Regions from separate parts of the Mus musculus genome. Here regions 1 and 3 are each linked to region 2. A link is a contact called in public HiChIP or PLAC-seq data. All regions are on one chromosome and are shown on one strand. The core of a region is the stretch at or near the end of the contact, and the rest is flanking DNA. Distances in the headings are between cores, read along the strand shown. Region 1 overlaps Mtcl1 (microtubule crosslinking factor 1). Region 2 has its middle 93 kb from the start of Gm20742. Region 3 has its middle 21 kb from the start of Gm41608.

What was found. HiChIP or PLAC-seq counts read pairs in DNA pulled down with a chosen protein or histone mark.
Region 1: an H3K27ac HiChIP or PLAC-seq map of embryonic stem cells shows a contact between it and region 2, with 5 read pairs. The contact joins two enhancer-like sites. A contact is called at or near these places in 2 of 484 Hi-C or Micro-C datasets (nephron progenitors and uterus), 4 of 115 datasets of contacts at active chromatin or transcription factors (embryonic stem cells, extraembryonic endoderm stem cells and pancreatic cancer cells) and 3 of 9 other capture datasets (adipose tissue, liver and pancreatic islet).
Region 3: a contact with region 2 is called in an H3K27ac HiChIP or PLAC-seq map of embryonic stem cells, with 14 read pairs. The contact joins two enhancer-like sites. A contact is called at or near these places in 2 of 15 datasets of contacts at CTCF or cohesin (the NIH/3T3 cell line and embryonic stem cells), 2 of 484 Hi-C or Micro-C datasets (embryonic stem cells and forebrain), 12 of 115 datasets of contacts at active chromatin or transcription factors (embryonic basal ganglia, embryonic hindbrain, embryonic stem cells and 3 more) and 2 of 9 other capture datasets (embryonic stem cells and embryonic tail).

What each region holds. Positions count from the first base shown.
Region 1 is chr17:66,418,042-66,421,472 of GRCm38.p6, reverse strand. All of the region lies in intron 3 of Mtcl1 (microtubule crosslinking factor 1), which reads left to right. Among named protein-coding and RNA genes, the nearest start is that of Mtcl1, 30 kb to the left of the region's middle. Within about 2 kb of position 1,867, at least 37 of the 459 cell types and tissues checked have an H3K27ac peak or open chromatin away from gene starts, as enhancers often do. A contact at or near this core is called in embryonic stem cells and pancreatic cancer cells, where this site is marked.
Region 2 is chr17:66,283,382-66,286,971 of GRCm38.p6, reverse strand. No RefSeq gene overlaps it. Among named protein-coding and RNA genes, the nearest start is that of Gm20742, 93 kb to the right of the region's middle. Within about 2 kb of position 1,486, at least 8 of the 459 cell types and tissues checked have an H3K27ac peak or open chromatin away from gene starts, as enhancers often do. A contact at or near this core is called in embryonic stem cells and pancreatic cancer cells, where this site is marked.
Region 3 is chr17:66,483,754-66,487,322 of GRCm38.p6, reverse strand. No RefSeq gene overlaps it. Among named protein-coding and RNA genes, the nearest start is that of Gm41608, 21 kb to the left of the region's middle. Within about 2 kb of position 1,397, at least 37 of the 459 cell types and tissues checked have an H3K27ac peak or open chromatin away from gene starts, as enhancers often do. A contact at or near this core is called in embryonic stem cells, where this site is marked.

The DNA.
Region 1 (3,431 bases), core at 618-3,117, 130 kb before region 2:
CAGCAGCATCTCTCTCAGTCTCTTCCCATCAGATGCTATGAGTACTGCCAGAGCTCCACGTGGTTTCTGGCTCTTTCCTTTGGAAGGACTTGTTTGACATGGGACTTGGGTGTGGGGACCTGACTGGGGAGGGTGTGACTGGGAGATAACTGAACGGGGCTCATCCTTGCATCTCAGAAACATGGTCTTATTTTCAGGCTCACACCTGGTCTTGTACCTTGTTTCTTCAACTCTCCCTTGGAGTCTGAAGTCTAGTAATTGTGCATTTTCTCAGAGGTGGGCTGGTCTGCATTTTTTTTCTTCTTTAAATCACCTGGATGAGCAGCAGGTAGCAAACCCTCCTCTCACCTCTTGCAGAAAGCCCTGTAAGATACTTTGGATTAATGGAGTGGATACTTGGAGCTTGGATGACACAGTCCTGAGGGATATCTTCCAGCAAGTTGCTTCTTGTAGGTTTCTGAGGTAGCAAAAGAGTGCAAAAAATATCTATGAAGAACTCGGTCCTTTAGCACCCATGCTGTTCAGCTCTGGTTGCGTATCACACCCCCTGGGTATCTTTTAAGACTCCTGATATCTGCAGCACATCCAGGCTGTAACTTAGGGTCCTCTGAGGTTGGACCAGGCATCTCCGGCTTTCATAACTCCTCGGGTAGTTTGTGTTTAGTATTTAGTTGTACATCTCCCTCTCTGTAGTTTAAGTATGTGAGGTGCCGGCTTGGATTCAAGACTGGTAAAATGCGAGTTGTCCCCCAACTGGTACTTTACGAGGCTGAGCCTTCTTTGGGACAGCTTGTTTGGACAAATGACCCCTCGGCATCAAAGTGGAGGCCCAGACATCATAGCTACAACCTGCAATTACTCAGTGAGTTAGTAAGAGCGACCTTGGGTTTTATATTTTTATGACTTCAGCAGTTATAAGAGGACAGTAACACCTTCGGTCCCTCTCCATTAATTACAAATCAGAGGCCAGGTTCTAGGACAGGAAGGTGACCTGGGTCTGAAGTTCAACTGACTTGAATCCTTCCCTCTCTACCATCTTGGTTTCCTCAGACTTGATTCCTTCCCTCTCCGCCATCTTGGTTTCCTTCTGCACACCCATCCCCAACCCCCACCCAGAGTAGTGGGGTCTGCCTAGTGTGGTCCTGCCATTGCAGGTGGGAAGTGACAGTCCTAGAATCTGTTACAAAGTAATCAGTCATGTGTCCCCTCTGACTTCCTTCTTTAAGATATCCTATCCTATCAGAGGCTGGAGAGATGGCTCAGTGGTTAGGAGCACTGATTGCTCTTCCAGAGGTTCTGAGTTCAATTCCCAGCAACCGCATGGTGGTTCACAACCATCTGCAATGGGATCTCTTCTGGTGTGTCTGAAGACAGCAACAGTGTACTCATATGAATAAAATAAATAATTCTTTAAAACAATAAATGACTTCCCATCAGGCCAGATGTGGCTAGCCTGCTCTACATAGTAAATTCCAGGACAGCCAGTAGGGCTATGTAGAGATAGATACACAGACACATTCATTGCCATCCCCACCCCCCTCGATTTTTCTTTTCTTTAACCAAACAGGAAAATCCTGTGTAGCTCTGAATGTCCTGGAACTCAAGTGTAGACCAGGCGGTCTCCAACTCCTCCTGCCTGTCTCTGCCTCCAAACCATCCTGAGAGATTAAAAAAAAAAAAAAAAGTCATCATGCTAGCCTGAGAGACTTGCTCTTTAAAAAATAAGCCATCAGATCAGGACAGCAGAAGGCCTTTTTTTTTTTTTTTTTTTTGCATAGGGAACACTTAAGGCTGGTTGTGTATACAAGGTAGTCTTACTCAGCACATTTCTGCGAATTCCAATGGAGGTGGGAGGACCAGAGTTTCTGCCAGCCAGCTGAAAGTTCCCTGAGCCCCTGGGGTGTGGCTCTCAGTGATCTAAGTGCCTGTCTTTGTCCTCCTGAGGCAACCCAGTGATTTGGGTGGGGCATGCTCACCCAAATCGGTAAGAAATTTGAACCTCGGAGCTAGTAGGATCTAACTCCAGAGCGCGCGCGCGCACACACACACACACACACACACACACACACACACACGACTGTAGGTGACAAAGAGGTCTCAGAGAATTCACTGGCAGTGAATCCAGTGGACCAAGACACTCTAAATAGTCAAAATAACTTCCCTTCACCTAAAGAGAAACTCATTGAAAATTGGGGGTGTTACGTTTGAAGTGTGCTTATATGTCTGCTGGTCTGTGTTAAAGCTGCATGTATTCAAAATAAAAACACAAACATGAAGAATCCCACAGTTGCGCACTGTAAGAACCCATGTCACACAGACAGACCAGGAAGAGCTACTTCCAGGGACAAACCACTTTTCACTGACTTGAGATGAGAAGAAGGCCCGTCATTAAAATCAAACCTGCAAACCGTGAAACCATGACCTGATTTCAGAGACGTTCGTGGGTGAATGTGCACCCTGAAATACTCAGAGCGTGGTATGCGTGCATTGTGGTTCCCTTGTAAAGGCCCTCATATAGTCCATACCCAAATACTTCCTGAGGTAGCAACCCGAGGGCACACAGGACACAGAATATTCCCAGGGCCCATGCTGGACCCATGTCCTCTTTGATAAGACAGTAGAATCCTGGAGCAGGACAGGATGTATCCGAAGTGTAGATAGGGGACAGTGTACGTGGGTGCTCGTGGAAGTTCAGGCATCTGAGTGACATGTTGCAGGGATGACCTGAATGTACTCCTGGGGACGGTGGCTCCAGAGCCACAGGGGAGCAAAGCCTTGTGGAGCCGATTCCCAGCCCTGGCTCAGAAGGGAGTCTGTGTATGCAGGTACAAAGAGCCAGCCTAAAATATCTGTGGGGGGAAAAGCAAGCAGTCACGCTTCTTTCTCAAGGCAGTTACAACCACACTGTCTCCTTGTAAAAGGACCACCATCTCCTCCTGCCTCTTCTGCAGTTTGGAGGCAGGTAGGTGCTTTAGTCATTGTTTATTAAAGAAGTAACTGCAGGGACTGGAGAGATGCTTCCTGGCTAAGAAGACTTGCTATTCTTCCATAGGAGCGAAAATGGATTCCCAGCATCCATATCAGGTGGCTCACAAATGCTTTCACTCTTAATCCAGGGACTCACTACCCTCTTCCGACCTCCTTTGGCTTGTTGTGTTCACCTCTCTCTCTCTCTCTCTCTCTCTCTCTCTCTCTCTCTCTCTCTCTCTCTCTCTGTGTGTGTGTGTGTGTGTGTGTGTGTGTGTGTGTGTGTGTGTGTGTGTGTGTACAAATGAAATAGCTGGGAACTTTAAACTCTAGCTGCAGCTCTTACAACGTGTTCAGCTCTGGACAGCTTGAAGAACTCCTGAGAATGAGAGAATGACCTAGCAGTGGCTTTATTTGCACTTAACAGCCCTGTGAGGCAAGCTGCTTGCTGATTGATTATTTTA
Region 2 (3,590 bases), core at 237-2,736:
CTTCACCGTATTTGAATTACAGTAAATTCCGAATGGGTTGGAAATACACGCTGGAAAAGGGGTAGAATCATCCAGGTGTTCAGGGGCACATAGGCAACAGTAGGTAAGGGAAGAACTTTACATATATAAGATTAAATCTCATGTCTGGTAATAAAGAATGTTGCTGGCTCACGAGGGTCTGTAGTTTTAGTTTTAGGGGATTCAAAACCCTCTATTGACCTCCTCAGACACCAGGCATATACATGCTACATGTACATACATGCAGGCCAATACTCACATACACACATAAAAATAATAAATATTTTTTTAAACGAATATTGCTGACTTTCACCAGGTTTCGGGAAGATATCCTGGACCCGTTGGCCTTTCCCGGGCACCAAGAATATCTTTGTCACTCAACGGTGACAAATGACATTGGTCATGCTGCTGAGGTGACTCATGGCGGGGCTTCTCTGCAGTTTACACTAAGCGATGACTCCCAGTGGGAGAAGGTTTCACAGAAACACCAACCTTGTGATTAGAGTTGGAGCTTTGAGTCAGGAGACACCTGCTCCAACCTCAGGGTAGGGAAGGGAAGCTAAGATTTGGTTTAACAAACTCTGGGCATCTGCTTCAGTGCTTTTCAATAAGTGACAGAACTCTACATATTATTCCACACTGATATCCCAGGATGCATCCTGATTCCACTGAAAGAAAGCCCTGGAAACTTTGCATTTAGAGTTCTCCTCCTCAGCCTTCTCTCGGCTGGTTGTGATTTATATCTCTTTTTTTCCTGTAGTAAAAACAAAGTTCCAAAATGACACAGCTCTTCTCGGAGTTCTGTTCACGGTGCTAGTGAGTTGTTGCACCTCAATGGGTTGTGGGAACCCCTGTACCCAAGTCCAGGTGGTTAGAAGTAAGGGTGGCCCCAACACCTTTGAATGGAAGGCTGGTGTCTGTGGTGTGCACTGTGGGTGCCGGAGCCCTTACCGGGAAGTCTATCCAAACTCTAGTCGAGAGCACTGTCAGTGTCCTTCTCTTGGCCTGTGAGGTTTCTGACAAGATTCATGGAAAGTTATACATCTATAACTGATAGAGGAGAAAGCCTACAAGCAGTCATTGGTTGTCTGCTAGTAAGAGACTCCTGGGTGAAGGGTTCATTCTCTGCTCATGTCCCCATAATTTTCTCCATCTTTCTATCCTGCTTCAGGCTCAGGAGCTGGTGATTTATTTATTTTATTGTGTGTGTTTAGCGTGTGCACGTGTATTAGTTAAAACACCACGACCAAGGCAATTTATAGAAGAGAGTGTATTTCGGCTTATGGTTCTGTAGAGATAAGGAGTCCATGATGGCAGAACACAGGCATGGCGGCTGGAGTGGGTCGGACCTTCTAACTGCACCACGGACCAGGAAATAGTCTTTAAAGTCTCCAATCCCCCTACAGTGATGCATCTCCTCCAACAAAGCCACACCTCCAATCATCCCGAAACACCACCACCGTCTGGCGACTAAGCGTTCAAATGCACAAGTTGATGGGAGACATTTCTTATTCAAACCACCAGAGCGACTGTGTGTGAGGCCTGACCTTGGTGTCCGGTGACCTCTGTGATCACTTTATTTATTGAGATAAAGTCTCTCACTGAACCTAGAGCTCACCAACCAGATCACTGTAGTTAAAGAGCTTCCCAAAGCACCCCTTGTCTCTGCCTTTTAAGTTCTGAGATTACTAGGGGCCCGCCGTACCTGCCTGTTTCTTACACGGGTTCTGGGAATCCTTGACAAGTGCTTTATCCGTCTTCTAAGCCCCCTCTGTAGTATATTTTTTAAAGGGCTAATAATTTGTTGACATTAGAGTCTAAGTTTTATGTGTAATCTCCCAAGAAGCTGTGTCTAAAGGCCAATACAAATTGGGACTATTTCTCTTTTAAAAAATCTCAATAATGACGCTATTGCTACACCTGCCCGTGACCAGGAACTGCATCCGATGCCCGTGCCCAACAAAGCTTTCTTTATGATATCTTGGATACATAGAGAGCACACAGCCCAGGGCACCAGGACTCCACTCAAAGGCACATCCCTGTGTGTTAGGAAGACAGACCAGAGGACTTCCAACTAGCCCCTACCTCCTAAAGACTCCTCCATTTCCTCCCATTGCCACGGGGCAGGAACCAGGCTTCGAACACACAGCCTTTAGGGAACACTGGATCAAACTTATCAGTACTCTTCTGAGACATTGACTATGTGAATGAGCCCAGGCCTTCAGATTATATGAAGTATTTACTGGTGAAATTCGCTGTTGACGCAGCCACTGGTACTTAGAGTATTCCAGGACAGCAAGCGCTGCCCAGGAGTTGATGTGATGGACATGGAGGTGCGGGAGGGAGGCAAGGCTGTCACAAAACGCATGCTCTTTATTTTAAAAACACGCACAGGGGCATTCATCTGTTTCCAAAATTCAATCTTCTGTGCTGACAGCATTTTCCCATCCCTAGCTCCCGGTGTAGGATAATGTGTTTGTACCTGGCAAGGACTGCGCAGATAGTAGAGAATGTAGCATAGTGAGGTATGTGCAATGTCTGTGTGATGACTCATAGCTATGAGTTAGATTTAACTTAAGTAGTGCATTCATCCTTTGTTGCCACAATTTGCCGATACTTGCTGAATAGCACATAGACCCTAACTCTGTAACACCGCTCCCGGATAAACATTTGGAGGGGCGGTAAATGTAACGGGGGGTGGGGGGAGGCTGTGACTGTTTTGTGCTGGGTGTTTGCAAAATGCTCTCACAGGCAGCTCACTGACTCCTTGAAGTGACTTTTTTGATGCATTAAGCTTGGCTCGTATTTTAGAGAAGAAAACAATGAAGCAATAGAGTGGGAAAACAGCACTAGCTCTGGGGCCTTTTGCCGTTCCAAGTCTGTGTGTATGGCGTTTGCATATAGAAATATTGGTAATCTAAAGAAAATCAACATCTTTAAAATAGCCAGTGGGTCTTCTCTGGACCAAGAAAATGTGACTCTGGGATAAAATATGCAGTTAAGTAGTACAAAAGAGAAGATAAGCCCCACCCCCACCCCCATGCGTGTGTGTGTGTGTGTGTGTGTGTGTGTGTGTGTGTGTGTGTGCGCACACACACATGACTCAGGGCACCTATTGATGGAGTGGTTACTAGTGGGAACTTCAGTACGTGAAGCATTTTCATATAGCCCATCTCTTTTTTCTTAAGGAAACTTTACTTGAACAATATATCATTTAAAAAAAAAAGCCCAAGTTAGCTTCTGTTTTTGAATAGTTCAGTAAGTTGTTTTGTTTTGTTTTGTTTATATTTTTGGTTTTTCAAGGTAGGGTTTCTCTTCGTAGCCCTGGCTGTCCTGGAACTCACTTTGTAGACCAGGCTGGCCTCGAACTCAGAAATCTGCCTGCCTCTGCCTCCCAAGTGCTGGGATTAAAGGCGTGCGCCACCACGCCCAGCGTTCAGTAAGGTTTTGAGTGGATCTGGGGGAGAGAGGAGGTCACAAGGGAACTAGGAGGAGAGGGGAAACTGGGATGTAATATATGAAAGGAGAAATAAACCAACCAACCAACCGATAAAAGATCATCCTCCATGATC
Region 3 (3,569 bases), core at 148-2,647, 200 kb before region 2:
GGTTATACTGTAACAAAAATAATGATCAAACATCTAGCTGAATAGTAAGGTTAATTAGGTTGTTTAAATATTTAAATGGCGCATACCTTTAATCCCAGCACTTGGAAGGCAGATGCAGGAGAATTTCTGAGTTTGAGGCCAGCCTGGTCTACAAAGTGAGTTCCAGGAGAGCCAGGGCTATACAGAGAAACCCTGTCTCAAACAAAACAAAACAAAACAAACAAAAAAAAAACAAAATAAATAAATAAATAAATGGGATCTTATAATTTGATTTATCATTTAAATAATTAAACGACTGTTTAAATGATGAAATAAGTATAGTTATTATTTATACGAATATATTTTATTAACTTGTGCTGCTTCTTTTCATTCTTTTCCCCATTCTGATAAATAGATGGTGGCACGTCACCCTGCTTTCTGTTGTAGCTGTTGTTGTTTTGTGATGCGGGAGCTTCCTGGAGGTTAAGCAAGCACTATACTACTGAACTGTACTCCCAGCAATCACTGTGGTCTTGGTGCGTTTTCTCCAGTCGCTTGCTTTTGTCTTGTTGATTCGTTGATCTGTCTTTACATATGTTAGGTACTCTTCTGAAGTATTGCCATTGAGCTGTGAACATTAACATGTGATGTGGGACCTGATGTCTGTGCAGATAGAGTCTTGAAAAAGAGGAACCCTTACTTGGTGGCAGCTGGTAGGAGCCGGAAGAGAACAGAAGATGTCAGCACTAAGGTAACATGGGCATAAATTAAGTCTATCCAAAGAAGGACAGGCTCTGAGCTTTATTAAAAACCTACCACATTTAAGGGCTTGCTGAAAATGAACTCCATGGACGTCAGCAGGTTGTCCAGCTGTGCCACCGCTCTGTTTGGTCTCAAATGAATTTACAGAGAAGGGAAATGGACCACTCTTCCTCAGAGCACCCCAGGTTTGTGAGTGGTGCTTCCCCTCTGCCTGCGTGTGCAGCCTCTAGACAACCATCCCAGGACGAGAGTCAAGGACAGAGCAATTTCTCCCTGGGTGGTGCCTGGTCGGCCTCTCTCTAAATTGGGGGAGAGGGGATGGCTGAAAGGCAGATGTCCTGAGTCCTGGCACACCCAACCCAGCACCAGGTCGGCCTGCTCCGGGCCCTCAAATGCTTCTCTGTATTTTGTGTCCTGACATCATTGAGATGATTCGTTGCCATTGGCATTAAACCCATGCTCACATTCCAGGAAAGGTCTGATTTCATAGGGAGAAAGTCTCAATGGAAGCGACACAGGATCCCCCAGCGCCCGCAGTCCTAGATCGGAGACTATCAGGTGCCCTGCCTGCGGGAGCAACAAACTGTGACTTCTTTCGAACACAAGCCTGGCTTTGTTACCGCCGAGGTCACCCCTTGCACTGCCCCAGACTTCCTGCAGAGGGAGCCCACTTGAGCCGGTTTGCCTTTCTCTCTTTGGCTGAAAGGATCCAGGTTGCCTGCGCCCGTCTTAGACATAGGATTTTAAAGTCACCCATGAAACAATTCCCTCAGCACCCTACAGCCTGTTTTAAGGTCCAAGAGCTTGTCCCCTTCAGATCCTTGTAGTTTCTTTTCCTTGTCTGCACCGCTGTGCATCATCACAATACAGTAGTAGTTTTTTTAAGGCAAAAAAAAAACGACATCCTTGCATCTCACTCAGCAGCTGCAGGGAAACAAGGACAGAAACAAGCAGTTTAATAGAATCCAGTGTAAGTTAGCTAGGGCATCTTAACCTCGTGTTCCTAAAACACACTTATGTAATTTTCCACAGGGTTCTCTACCCAGGGCATCCAATTCTGGTTAATTTGAAATAGCCTCAGCAAGAATACAAGACGGAAGAACCTCTGTATTGGCTTGCCCTGTCTTATCCATTGTCAAAGTTTATGATTTTATAACGTTAAGGGTTCATGATTCGCTGAAGAATGATATGGTGGACTCAAATAGTATGCAAGCACAAAGAATGTTTTATTCTGCACAAGTCCAGCATGCTGGGGTCTCCCATCACCAAGATAGACAACCAAGTGAGCTCTCAGTCCTGATTTTAAAGCACATTAGGGGATGACAGGGTTAGGTGATCTTTATCTTGCTCCATCTCTAGGGACATTCCATTACTGGGACGTGGGGGCTGGAAACTCTTTAACCCATTGTCCTTGCCTCAAGCCAGGTGGTGGGGCAGCTTCTGAGACCTGGGACTTGCCTGGACTTGCCTAGTTCGTGGAAACAAGAGATTTAGGCCTGAACTTCCAATTTGAAGAATTATTGTCACATCTTGCTGTTCAACTCTAGGACCCCCTGTCCCAGGGAAGCTTCCTGTGGAACCCTGTGGGATTTCTGACTCCAGTGCATCTTTAGAAGCCCATTTGCACACTACAGACATGTCCCAGTTCTTTACAGAGCACTTGGTGACAAAGTCACTGGGGCACACAGGATAGTGGTTAAGCTTGCAAAGGGGCTGCCTCAGCTACCAAACTGTGCTAACGCGTGATCAGTAGCATGGAATTGAGATGGCATTCCAGAGGCCGGATGGACATGCTGGCCCTTACGGTGCTCATGATGCTGGTGAGAATAACCAGGCTAAAGTGGGACTCATTTCCTCCACACCTAGAACCAAAGTGCATCTGCCTCAGGGATATGAATGGTACAGCTAGTGACCCAGAGCCTCCACAGATAGGGGCCAAGAGACATTCGATGACAGCAGCCAGTTTTCATTTCAGCTGTGACTTGCCACATACTATGAATCTAGGGAATTTACAGAATTATAATCTACGGCTTATAGAAACTTTGCTGCTTCTTGTCTACAAGATGAGTTCAAGGGCAGAGCATGGCTGTTAAAGCTCCTGAGATAATCAATGGCAGAAATATTCTGATTTTTCTCATTAGAAGCCACAAAAGAACAACCCGCTTCCCAGGAGATGAGCTGATGGTAAGATCAACCTGCAGAGTAGCCTGGCTCATGCTGGCCTCCAGTCACCTGAGTTTCCAAGGATTTCATGTTGGACATTCGGGTCTTCCTAGATGACTCAGTGTCTCAGGGATGACAGCATGTGGCTTTGTGGATTGGCACTGTAGTGCCCTGAATTAAGCCCTTCCCCCAGCCTTGAGTTGACTAAACAGACCTCAGAGGGTTTGCAACCATGCTGGAGGGACCACATTTGCATTTCTAATGGAGCCTCCAGGAGGAGTTGACTTCCTGTTGTAACAGAACCCAACTGAAACAAAGGGATGGGTCTTTGGGGTTTGCCTATATAAACTCGGAGCTGAAAATGAAACTTTGAGCCATGATTGGAACTCTTTGGCTTGGCTTCATTCTTCTCTCGCCCGCCTATCCGATCTCATTCTCAGCCTCCCTTTCAGGTGTACCTACCCAGTTCTCTGTGACTCCTGGACAGCTACACTGAATGCTGGGAGTTCTCTAGAGAATGACCTCACAGCCCTGAGGGCACTTCACCAGTCTTACAGCTCTGAGATCCTGACAGGGCCAGTAAGTGGCCCCCTGAGAGCCCTGACTGGAGGTGTTTCTGGCCCTGTTTCCACAGAGAAAACAACTTGAGTTATCCGTAGACTCTG